Regions from separate parts of the Columba livia genome. Here region 1 is linked to region 2. The links are chromatin contacts, called in public Hi-C maps. All regions are on one chromosome and are shown on one strand. The core of a region is the stretch at or near the end of the contact, and the rest is flanking DNA. Distances in the headings are between cores, read along the strand shown.

Region 1 (6,939 bases), core at 2,861-5,360, 60 kb before region 2:
ATTCCCTTCACCTAGAGGTGATAAAACATCCAAAACCTCTCAGGAGTTCGGCAATTCATAATACAGTTTAAAACAAAACGTGTCGCTTTGGTGCGTTTCCGTTGGCCAATTTCTTCGCAAAATGTTTACAGCAATGGATTTTCAAAACAATATTGTCCTGAGCCAAATATTTTCCTCGGTTTGAAACTTTGTAAGCTGTTTCCAAACAAACATTTAGAATTGGGGGTAGGGAGGGAGCAGCGCAAAACCAAACAGCTCCTTGTGAAACGTCTCCCTAAACCAGCACTTTTCACAAAAAATACCTTTCGTTAGAAAATACTTTGACCTGCATTAAACAGAATTAATTAATCTCAGTTAAAATCTGGCCTAACGGCAATAAATTGCTAAACACGCCCCAAATCAGACACAATATCCCCGGCAGTGAAGTGATACATTCTCACAGAATCATACACAATATACCTGCCCACATCAGATATTTTCCACAAACATTTGGGCAGTTTTGTTACTAATGTATATTCCTACCAGCCCAAGCCTGTTTTTGGTTATTTTATATAGATATGTATGCGCACATATGCACACACGCTGTGATTGTGAAAGCGCTCTAAACAAATATGGGTGTTTGCATCCTGCCTTGCCCGAAAAGCAAAGCAGACTGTTCAAGCGGCAGCCGGTAAAAGCAAGCATTCAATTCCACTCGTTCTCCTCTAAATGGGCCTCTCAGACTCAGTGACAACTCTTAGAAAAAACACTGGAATAAAAAAAAAGCAAGAAAAAAACCTATTTTCCAGTGCAAAGTAATCCCTGTTCCATTGCCATGGCACCAGACATCCGTCTCTTTCTTTCATTGACCAGACGAGGTCCTCCTCAGCCCCTCGCTTCTTTAAAAAACAGGGAAAAAATGGTTATTTTATTTGTTGGTGCATGTGTGTGCGCCCGAATTTGTTTCCTTGGTAGGAAAAGGAGTCATTAAAGTATTAGTTGGGGTTGATTGATTTTTCGGGGACAGCAGAGGGTTGCGGGGCTTTGTAATCTCTGCCGGGATCTCACAACAGAGGCTCTTCAGCACGACACAATATTGGAATAATAAAAGGAAGATGCGGCTCGCCCCTCGGAAAGCCGAACAGCACGGTTTGCAGGCTGCAGGTTGAATGTCGCCCAGTTTTGTCATTTCGTCGAGGTATAGCGAACATAAGTGAAATAGAGAAGTATAATGTCGTCGCTTTAACTTTAGAGCAGTTGCTCCACATGGTTTGATTCTGAAATGCCCTTTAGCACAGCTGGAGACCGCAGAAAATAATATAACATGAGAAGAAAAGCAAAAGGCAATAACGGAGTAGGTTTAAAATGAAAAAGGGTGGAGAGAATAAAGAATAAAAATTAAAAAGAGCAATCTATGCTCAAAGAAATCCCCATGCTGAGAAACACACAAATACTGTCGACATTACCCACGCCACCTTAGCTCTGCCACCCTGTTTTTGGATATTTCCCTGAGCTAAGGAAAAACGACCATTTCCAGCTTCTTTGGGTGAACAGAGCAGTAGAAATCGCTGGGTAATGACTCAGCATCTGTTGCTTTGTTTCAGCAGATTATTGCACTGAATTTAGAAGAGCGATCCGGTCGCATCTCCGTGGCTCTGCGGTTCGCCCTGGCTGTTGCAGGTGATTCTGGGGAGGGATTCGGCACCTTGGCAGGATCAGGCTCTTCAATGGCAAGAAAAGCAAACACACGTGTAACTGGATGCAAACCTGTGCTTACGGACGGGCTTTGGAGGGAAAACAAAAGGCATTTCCCTCTCCCACAGAACGATACATTTTTGGCCGCAGTTTATGCGGCTCTTTATTAACGAGTAATTCAAAATAATCATCCCTCCAACGAAAGTCCTGACAAGACAGATGGCCCCAAATTGCCTAATGCCACGCTTCACCTTTTTGTTTTGTAAAAAAAGAAATATAATCAATTTTCTGTGGCATCCGATGCGGGAGGAAGCTGAAAAAAGGGAGTAAATGTATATGCGGCGCACACCCAGACTGCGCCGCTGACAACACACACACACAATTGATTCCCTGTGGCTCCTGCAGTCTGATCAATTCTGCATTCAGCGCAGAGCCAGAGTGAATTTATTACTGCTCGGAAACTTTCCAGCAGAAAGGGAGATGGAGCCATTATGGCAGCGTTTCAATCGGCCATCTCCTGCAGGTTTTGACTCATCCCTTCCCCTGAAGGTAAGAGGGCACCAGCAGGTTCGACGCTGAGGGTCACACGAATGTTACTGGTGTTATGGCATTTCCCAGAGGCGCTGTTTGGGCATGGAGGGCACATTATACCAGGCAAATTTCTGTATTTTGACTGTGAGACAGAGCAAAAGGAGAAACGGAAAGGTGAAGTGTCTTAAAACACACTAATGACACCTCCAACAACCAAACTCTGAGTCCAAGCCATTTATCAACCCACAGGCAACTCCTCCTAGCCAAGGCAAGCGGACCCTTTTCTTGGACACGTGGGACAAAGTTATCTAGCAATGCTCTGCATGCTTTGGCATTCACAGCTCTCAGAAATCATCTCCCATTTCCAGTAAGGAAAATGTGTCTCCCCTCATTGACACGACTGCGAAAGTAACTTCTGTCTGACACTTCCGTGTGTGACAGGAGCACACACACAAAGCCAGAAGGAACCTTCTCCTATGACATGGTCAGGATTTCTAGGGCCCTAGAAAACAGAGGATATTTTTCTGTTCCAGAAGAATGTGGGCTCCAGGAAGATTCTCTGGCTCATTTTATACACAACAGTGAGTTCGACATCCATGTTCAATCTCTTTTGCCATGTGCAAGCAGGAATTACAGTCAATTGAGCCCAGGGGGGACGAAAGAAGAGCAAAGAGTGTTCATCTCATCAGTCTCCCTGGAAAGGATGGGCAACAGTAAGGGAATGCTGCTTGCTTAAGCTGGGGGGGACGGCACATTATGTGATCTTTCAATTTAAATCCAGTTTGTAACTCAATACCTTCCCCAGAATATTTTCCTGCCTCCTTTCAAATGTCTGGGTAGAGGTTATGAACTCCAATGTGATTACTGCTGCAAAAAGGAAGAGGAATACGATGGAGCAAAATGGCAGATGTTAGACAATTAGTTTGTAGCTTAATGATCTTCATGATTAGATTCAGTCTCTGGAAGATGAAGCTTGGATATGGATATAAAGTTGGCTGCTTACCCCTGGCTCTGCTTTGAGCCAAACAAAATCTTGGTACCTACACCCAGGACAATATTGCAAGCCCAGAAGTTTCAAACCTGATCTCCCGTCTCATTTTCTCACCTCCACGCGCTGTGATGGATTTGCTCTTAGCTAGCACGGCAGACAGACCAGGCGCTTAATGTGAATTCTTTTGCCTCTTGTCTACTCATCCCTGCCGAGGATGCTCTGGGGTCGCCTATAAACTGCCTTCTCCCCATCACGATTTTTATCTAGACAAATAAAACCTGTAGCTACCAAATCAGAACGGCAGCGTTTCACACCTTGATTCCTCGTGGGCACAAATGATGACACCGGGTGCCAGACAAGGGGACAACCAGTCTCCCCCATTGTCAGTCCTGCGAGACGCGCTGGAAACGGAGCCATAAAAACAGAGCTGAGCTGCACCCAGTTGCACCAGATCCCGTCCAGCTCCCCCATGCAACGTGTGAATTAACCCCAGTTACGCTGGGGTGAATCTGATAGACAGCAAAATTACATTGGGTTGTATCATTCCAAAAAAAGGGTGTAATGAAAACGATACCCCTGCAAACAGCTTTGCCAAAGTCCTATTGTCTGTGTGTCTGCGACACTTCCCACCGTGGCCAATTCCACAGACCGCCAGAAGAGGGGGATCACATACAATACTGACCACCACAATCACTTTACCTTCAACAGATATATAAACTAATTTAATTTTGCCCTTTCCCCCTCCAGTTCCCACTGGTAAGGGAAAAACAGTGAGCAAAAAACGCCTTTCCAAGAATCCCTGTGCCATGTGAACAAAGCTGCAGTCAGCGAGGTAAGGTGTTAACACACTCATTTATTGTGGTTTTAGTAGCAAAAGTGCGGGTTTCAGTTAAACCACGCTAAACCGAAAAAAACTAGTTCCTGAGACAAAGCCATAACGGAACAAAAAGGAATAATAACGGAAAATAATGGGTCTCTGAGCAGCTTTTATGGACCTGATTCAGGTTCCACACGTCAAGTTGCAATGCAGTAATACAACGCTGACAAACAGAGCCTGGCTGCTGGAAGCTGGTGCAGTAATCAGCCCTATCGATCTCTTCCTTCATTTTTTGGAGAGAAAAGGCGATCCAGCACACAGAAGGAACTGAGCAGAAACTTCGATGCTACCTGAAGTGGGGGAGAAGCCAACCCCTGGCTTGGCTCAGACCTCATGCGCCCCACAAGCAGCGAATGCCTTAAAATAAACCACTAGAGCTGAAGAGGGATCATAGAATTAAAGGAGAAACCCTGAATTATGAAGCCATTAGTAGACAACGAGGAATTCATTGACAGAGAGAGCACTCACTTTACAATGATTCATCTTTTTTGATTTGAAGAGCAAAAACGCCAAGTTTAGCAAATGCTGGAGAGAAGTGGATCAGGTACCCAAATCCTATAGGATGCCACACAAACCCCTGTCATAGCCTGTATCTTTTTCCCAGTCCCTTCTAGCAGGTCGATGCAATGAAATTGTGGGCCAAATTCTCTACAGATGCAAATCAAAACCGAGGAGAGATGTACGCTGATTTATTCAAGGCGGGGCTTCCCAAAAAACCCTACTAAAGAAATGAAATCTATTTTCACTGGCTTATTTTCCTAGAAGAAAGAAGGCAGCTTCACAAATAACCCCTGGGGAGAAGGAGGATAAAAAGCAAAAGCAAATTGGGCTCCTTATGGTGTTCCCAGCAACCCCAGTACAAACTGGGACCTCAGGCTGGACGGGGCGAACCCCCCGAAACAATCGGATGAGCAAATCTTTGTCAGGAACAAAAGACATCTGCTGAGGAAAACAGGAATTGACTGGGGACAAGGACAAAGCCAGACAGCATCCCATGGCGCCCCAGTCTGCTCCAGCAAGATGCCAGGGTCAACGGCAACGAACGCGCCCCATGAGTCAAGAGGAATCAATAATGCTAAATAACTCGGTGTCTTCTATATGCAGCAAATCAGCGCAAATGTGGTTAAAATGGGCTCTGCAGACTGAAATCTGATTGAGGCCCGTCACGTCTGGGGTTCTCGCAGGATGGGAAAATGGCTTTTCAAGCTCGGTCCACGCGGTTTGGATACGGATGAGTGTTATCTGTCTTTTTCTAGAGACCTAAAATGGGAGGAGATGCTGGGTTTTTAGAAACACGCGCTTATTGCCCACGCAAAGAGGCTGTTTAATAACAAAACCCCACTTCCAAACCTCCCCCTCAGCATTAAAGTATATCCCGGCTTCTAAATGTGCATTTGTATGTGGATCCTCATGAGAAATAGGTGCCTACCCAAACCATCCATCAACAAACAGATGTTGCAAGCAGAAACCAGGAAAGTCTGAGCCTAAAATTAGCCAGGGTCCTCGCTGAAGTCCCTAAAATGCCATCACGCTCTGTTGAACTTTGGGTCAAGTCACTTAGCGCCGCTGTGCCTCAGTTTCCCATTTGTATGACAGGGCAGCACCATCCTGCCTCTGTGACACTGTGAGAAGAATACATGAGTAAAATATATTACAGTAATATAGGTCAGGCGAGAACCTACATTTACATGAGGAGAATGATTATATGGTTTAACCCAATTATTAACAAATCATTTACTCAAAGTTAACTATGGCTCTGGAAAGTATCAAGCTCGGATTAGCTAATATTTCAACAGGTCCTTCTCTTCCTCCACAGCAGATGATTTTGCATCGTCACTGTGCAAAATGGCTCAGTTATTTCACCTTCTCATTCTGAATTAACAGCAGATATCCTATTACCCCAAAGATAACACTGAGACTAAATATCCCCTCCTTACTTTGAGTTCAAACTGGGATTATAACCCAGCAAGCCCAGCTCCTCACTCAGCAACTTGTCTGACCACCTGTAATTCAGCACAATGATTCCAGCTCAACATTGATTTTTTCCCTTCATAAATCTCCCAAAGCTGTGGAAGGATTACGTGCCCCTTGGAAACATCAAAATCCTAAAAATTATTCCATTTCATACTTTGGGATTTTTTTAATTGGATTTTCTTGCTTGTTCCACTTGAGAAAATTTGCAAATCACACAATATTGAAAAGTTTCATTGTCTGCTTTTTCACATCTTTTCTTGCTAAAGATGCATCTTTCTGTGCAGCTCAGTCCACCTTGGCCATAATGTGAATATAATGTGAGTTTTTTGGGTAGATGGCACAGCACTGTAGGGAAAACCACAATCCAAACTGCACCAGTGAATTCTAACCACTCCAAACCAAGAAATGCAGGAAAGGGAGGCAATGCAGGGGAGGCATTACTCACCAAGCCACATTTAAGAAACAAAGTGAATAGAAGCAATCTGAATCAGAGAGGAACAAAATAGCACCCCAGCGCACATCACCACTTTCCCTGGCATCTCGCTCTCAATCATCTAAATGGTTCATTTAACCTGTTCCTAAATGCAAATCTTTATGCAAGCAAAAATGACTCATCACTTAAGCGGAAGGATTTTAACCCAAGTCAGCAAATAAGTTAAAGTAACTTAGATAAGGCGGAAAGGCATGAGCAAAGGTGAGCGTACATCAAAGGGCGGCACAGAAAACACATATTAAATATGTTAACGAGCGCCAGAAAGTCATGTCTTGGCCTGGAAGAGCAGAGAGTTCAACAGAGAGGACTGCGGAGAAGATTTCCCGTGGGATTTCCCATTTCCCCGTCAGTTCCGCTCTCCAATATCACAAAGCACGGCTGGCCTTGGGCGTTCCTGCA
Region 2 (6,447 bases), core at 902-3,401:
AAAGTCAGATTTCGCCAGGAGGCACGATTTCTGAAGGCAGATGATTGCACCTCAGATTAGGTTCTTGAAGATCTTTGCATGCAGAAACATTGCTTTGTTCTGCCAAACACTCCCCGAGTTTTCTATTCACAAACGTGACCCCTAGGAAAGCCAGCCAAGATTCTTTCGCGTTATCAGGTCACAATGTTCAGGGCCCAATTATTTTAATAGTTATAAAAAAAAAACTGACAATGGTTCAGCACGACAGTGAGAATTGTATTCAGGGACTTAACAAGTCGCTCACTCTAACATCTGGCATGTTCTTTCGAGAAGACTAAACACATGGAGAGTCTTGCTGCAAAAGTCAATGGAAAGGAATGATAATTGCTCATTAGAATGCCTCCTCCACAGGTTATTTTTAACTTCCCTGACTCTTTCTAATCATGGTGCATGCATCAGATGATACTGAAAAGGGTCAGTGCATAGGTTTCTGCTCTCCAAAAACACACTTGTAACAAAGCCTTTTCATGAAGCTGAAGATTCACATGCTTCACCGATGGCACCTGGTTTGGTTTTCAACGCCAAGCAGGGGCCCTAAAAAAATCCTCCCGCAGCACCACGTTTTTAGCCAGCGATCCAGATTTCAAAGGCGAAGACTGACTATAAAAATCAAGAGCTTTATTTTAATCTATGATGAAGACGATTGTTTTCCCTCTCTCTCAGCTTTAAGAATGCTACGCATGGGAAGAATCGGAGATACGCAAATGCATTAGAAGACATGAGACATAGAGAATAAGGACTGAGTCCTAATATCAGGAGCCTGGAGGCAATAAAGAAGGCACTACATGTTAAATTAAGCAAGACTTATTCATCTACTTTTGAAGGAAGAAAAATTCTGGCTGCATTTCCATAGTGTATTCTACCTCATGTTTTCCAGACTGGGGGTACAGGTTCTTTGCATTCTTAAAATAAATGTTACTAGGTCATACCTGTGAGTATGCAGAGGAGAGACAGCAAACTGGTCGTGATGGACTGTATTCCCCTAAGGACACCTTCACATCCCTACCGGTGTCTCCTCTGCCTTTCAGCAAACACATCCCAGCTCAATCCTGTCTAAATGAGTTCAGATCCTTTCGCTGAACCCATCACCATAGCATCTGAGCCTTTGTAAGTGACACAAAAACTATTTGCATGGGTCACCCCACTTCCTCTCAACCTAGTTACATAAAACTTTTTCTCTTTTTTAATGGGGGTTCAGCAGAGCATTAGGAAAAAGTGGAGATTCTTTGTGGTGCAACATCAAAGACTGCACACAAGGAATCTTGTTCTGAAGCCTCACACCAGGAAAAGCCAAATGAATGGAAAGCTCACATCAGACAGTTAGAAGCCAGCAAAGGCAATGGACCTAGAGGCACAAGGAAAGCTTAAATCCAATAGTTTACAGCCGAGACTCAGGAGGCTCCGTCCTTATTTAAGGCTTTTAAACCAGCAAAAGGCCGTTTGAAGAGGAACTGAAGGACACGCTCATAATGGGCTGTAATTTGTTTGTTTATCTGTCTGTTTTTAATGAAGGAACCACAGAGCCTACTGGAGAATATTTGAGTTTCACTTCTGTCACTGGCCCAGCCATTCTCTAAAAGCACTGAGACCACATCAAATAGCTGCCAGAGCTCCCTAGGAACGGGCCTTAAAACATGTTTCAGAGCACGGAGCCCTGGGGGAAGCTCCTGGAATGCAAATCTTCTTTCAGCAACCAGACACGACCCCGACAGTAGCCGCACGAGCATCCCTCCTGCACCAACCTGCCCCCGGACCACCCTGGAAGGATCAATTGCAAGCGGAGGAATTGAGATCAGGCGTACGGGGGGGGCTTTTGAGCCTTGATAACTGGAGCGAAGCTGCCAACAAACAGGCCACCTGCACAGCGGGGATGTTGGACACCAGCTGGCCCGCGCCTGCCAAACCGCTTCACCTCCACCAAACAGCTGCAAGGAAACGCTCGGGCCAAAAACAAGGCAAGGATTTAGAGGGGAAAGCCTGACGCTCGCAGGAGCGATTCGGGTCTGAGCCATCTAGTGTCGGTTCCCAGCCCGCTGCCTCCGCCAAGGCCTGAAATCCCAGCCGCTCTCGCTTTGCTGTTTTCTCATTTTTGCGGTTTTCCTTTGGCGCTTGTGACAAATCCCTGCTCCTCCCAGGGCCGTGCCCTTCACTAGCACCGGGTTTTGCTGAACACAGAACGAAACCAGGGTGGCGAACTACCCAGAAGTGCCCAAGACGAATGAACCCTCCCTTCTAGGTCAAGGCCATGCTGGCTCTTATAGCCACATCCACGATACAACACTGACCTCCTGTGGCTGCTGCTGCTCCTCAGCCCCGACCCAGAGCAGCGAGCTCCTCCCTTCTTCCTTATTATTTAGACTATGCTCCCTTCTTCCTTATTATTTAGACTATCTGGGCAAAATGAGCTGAAAACTCCCTCCCTGCACATCCCTTTACTTCTCTTCCATGTGTCTATCAGCACAGAGAGGATGAAGGAAAGCTTGCCTGGCATCAGTCCCAAAGGAAAACCCACCTTCAGGACATAAAACTAGTCCCTGACACAGGGACAGAGCCATGGATTTCTATAAAATCAGACTTGCGCTGTACTTGCACTTCACCCTTGTGAAGGCATCTATAAACAGATTAATTCCACCCCTATTTCAGTGGCACCACTGAAGTGATTTCTGTTTTTCCTCATAAATTGAAACAGAAATGGCATCTTTGCCTGTATGAGAAGGGTGTCTTGGGGATGCTGGGATGTACAGTCATGCCCGTAGATACCGCAATTCTGAGCAACGCAGTGGGAAGGCAGCTTGTTCAGGTTTTTATGGTTGTCAGAGCTACCAGGTTTTGAAACAACTTCCATAGTGTGTTTTCCTTTCCTGCAAGCTTATGCTCTTTTACCACAGGCTCTCCAAGATCAAGACTTTTATACCGAACAGCAGCAATACGCTACTCAAAGACAAACAGCTGCCTCCTAAATGCAATTGGAAATCAGCAGGGACCACTGCATCTCACAGAGTGAAATTGTACCTGTTGGGTTGCTCTAGGTGACCCCAAAACCCGTCAAGGTCCTGCAGATGTGGTTTGGAAGGGGTACAGGGGGTACACTCAGTTTGCCACAGTGAAAGGACACTTTCTGTCATGCTAGCAAGAAGTGAGAGGGACCCAAGAACCATTGCCCTTGCCAGAAGCTGTTAATCAGTTGGGTTTTGCCCCTGTACAGAGCAGCAGCTCCTGCTGAGCTGAGAATTATAAACCTACATTTCCACTCGCACTCGCCCCCAGCCTGCCCCTCATTTTGAACATTGGGTTGTAAATGATGCATAACCCTTCTGGGCCTTCTGCCTGGGCACAGAAACTTTCCCACACCGAGGGAATTAAAAACTAGGTTAAACATACTTGTCACTCCAGTAAGTTCCTTAAAGCAGATGCAAAAGACTTTTTCTCATCACTTCTCATTAGAGTTTTGTGACAAGATTCCCTGCAAAGGCTGGAGGTGTCAGAACACAGCTGAAACACAACAGAAGGGCTTGGGGTGGCCCATCCAGTCACCTCCATGTGTTTAACAGGCTTGTTCACCAACATCTATCAGCCCTTCCAGAATTTAGCAGGGTAAAGTCATAAAAGTCACGTAAGAGATTAAACTGACAGTCTACCTGAATGCACACTGAATGCTTGATCCTTAATTGAGCATATAGGTGCTCTATCACCCCTAAGGAAAGCCGGATGGCAATACTGATGTCAGATATACATCCCAAAGTACAAAAGATCAGGTTACCACATGGGGCATCTTCTCAGCCAACTCCCACATCATTTAAAGACAAGGTAGAAGCATCCAGAAGATTATTTTTTAAAGCCCTCTTCTCAACACATGGTATATGTGTCATTGATACACAATTAACTGCATGTGTGCAATGACTGAGACATTGGCAGAAGAAATGTACGTCTAAAGGAAAAGAAAAGCAAAGAGACATGCCGTGACATGTTATCATTAGGGAGTCATAATTTCCTTCCTGTAGTCATACAACAGCTGTCACTAACATCTTGAACACAGACCATGTATTAGAATACCACAGCAAATGCCTTTTCAGGCAAAATAAAGAGAGGGCATGTTAACTGGGTGAATAGCAGGAAGAATATTTTGACAGCTTGAATGCATTAACCTCCCCGTCGAACGCCCACAACCTTCTCTAGAGCTTGGCTTGATGGATCCCTTCCCCATGCCGGGCGCAGAGCGAGGGGCTCCAGCAGCGATATCACAGCACACCAGGGGGCTCGGATGTTCTGTTGGGCAGGGGACGTCCCCAAAGTCACCTGTGGGGTGCAGGTCTCCATCTCTTCTGAAGCTTGGCTTGGCTCAGTGGAGATCTGCAATAGCGCAGCTGTCCTGGCTTGTAGGCGGGGGGAATGATAGCGCAGGCTGACCTTCCGCGTGAGAATATATGACTATATTATGACTATACGACTGTTAACTGTGGGGGACTACGGTCGGTCCGTGGATTCCCTGATGGAGGGTATGGGAACAGATTGGCCTTGAAGATATTAAGGCCCACCCATGAGAAAGATAGGAGTAAAGGAGTATCCGGAGATATTAAGGTGTATCTGTGAGAAAGAAGGGAGTAAAAATGTCATTTGTCCGTCTCAACCGCGACGTTAACCAACACAGAGGTCCCACCGTAGAAGCCGTTTCAAAACAGAAGCAATTCAAGCTAAGTAAATAGATTTCTTAGGGTTTCTGCCTCAATTCTGTAACTTCTGAGAAAGTTTTCACCAGGAATCCACATTCTCTTAGCGATAATAGGTCAGCCAATGCATTTAAAAAGCACATTTTCCTCATGTAGACAAGGTCCTTAAGGGCCATGTTCTTGCACCCTGAATGTTTGTCGTAAGTAGTTTATTTAAGGCATACTGATCACTAAAGCTTTTGGTGCAGCTTTTCCAGGAGCAGTAGTCCTCATCACAAAGAAGGCTGCAATAACTCATCAAAATATAATTAATCAGCACCCAGAGCAATTTTTGCAAAGACAAAACCTGGTTGAAACAAACCAAAATAAGGGGGTGCGGGGGGAGAACCCAAACAAACAAACACAACAAGGCTGTTTGCACTTGCCAACTCCTCTTGATTAAACTTATTTTCACCTCCAGGTGCATACACAGGATGAGTTTTCTTAATTAAACCTGCCAGTCAACTCATTATGCCTTCAATTAAAAAAGCCCAACACCTTGATTTTCTGCAGCTGGCAGGCTGCACAGTGACAGGCCGCGTTGTTCTAGTGCACAAGTTCTAATGGGGAAGGAAAAGAGATGCTCCAAAATATGGCTGAGATAATCTGCTAATTGGCCATCCTCTCAGTGTTTTGCATTTCTCTTCTTTTATTTTTAGGCTATAACGGATGGGGTTGTTTAACAGACATACAGAGGAGTGAAAGTTGTGGAAAAGCGTGTTCATCTCATTTGGAAAACTATCTAGATGTTGGGAATATTCACGATAGACTCCAGCAAGGTTAAGAGTGGCACCTAGATGCCACGGTGATGAATGATGTGTGAATAGATTATACAGAGGCCCTGAAGCTTCTAGAAAACGGTGGGGTTTTAATTTAGATGAAAGACAGCCTTTATTCTTAAGGCATCACACTGAGAGTCTGGATGCAGGTTACAAACTCCTTGCGTGACCTTGAATAAATCCCAGAGGACCACGATTTAAAGGAATCTACAGCTGGATCTTTCAAGGGACAACTCATAGCCACCTCTGTGTCCCTCATCCCTCCACCGGCAACTAAATGCAATTGCTTCTGCTGTGCCTGCCGCTCTCTGACTTATTTGGATTCAACTTCCTAAGGACAGACAGCATCTCTTGTTATACCCTGCAAGAAAACCCGTTACAATGCATCTCCAATCTCAGACACCAGCCAGAATTAAAAGCTTTTTGTGACAAAAGAATTTGTTGTTACATGGAGCAGTTTTACAGTTGCCTCATACTGATATTTCTAAGTTTGCTGGCCACAAATATGAGAAATAAGTGACCTACAACAGAGGTGACCCATGTGTTGTGCTCTGAGGCAGAGAATTAGTTTCCTTTCTGCTGTTTCTGGTGTTTCCTTCAAGTCTGCAGGCTTTCAATATAGCTGCTTGTACAGACAAGAGGTATAACACTCCAGTGCTATGTTAATGGCATAATAATAATCTGGGAACTTTATTTAATGCATATACTGCCAGTAGAAAGACCTTAGGACACTGGCAACAGCATTGGTTCCTTACGTCTTCCTTTTCTTTTTGTGCAGTGCTGTATAATTGCAACTCTTTCTGTGTTCACTGCAGCTCTCCAGTTCGTTACTGAATGTTTTGTGACGGACAAGGAATAAACCAGATACTCTGTGGAGCCCCCTAAACTACAACTCTGTTCTGGAACTGACTGTAAGTGTGAGG

Evidence for each region. A called contact is a pair of places that touch in the nucleus more often than the background predicts.
Region 1: a contact with region 2 is called in a Hi-C map of liver, with 5 times the contacts expected there. The contact joins two enhancer-like sites. A contact is called at or near these places in 2 of 2 Hi-C or Micro-C datasets (crop and liver).

What each region holds. Positions count from the first base shown.
Region 1 is chr24:5,067,617-5,074,555 of bColLiv1.pat.W.v2, reverse strand. No RefSeq gene overlaps it. Among named protein-coding and RNA genes, the nearest start is that of UBASH3B, 78 kb to the right of the region's middle. Within about 2 kb of position 4,110, at least 2 of the 3 cell types and tissues checked have an H3K27ac peak away from gene starts, as active enhancers do.
Region 2 is chr24:5,006,640-5,013,086 of bColLiv1.pat.W.v2, reverse strand. No RefSeq gene overlaps it. Among named protein-coding and RNA genes, the nearest start is that of UBASH3B, 17 kb to the right of the region's middle. Within about 2 kb of position 2,151, at least 3 of the 3 cell types and tissues checked have an H3K27ac peak away from gene starts, as active enhancers do.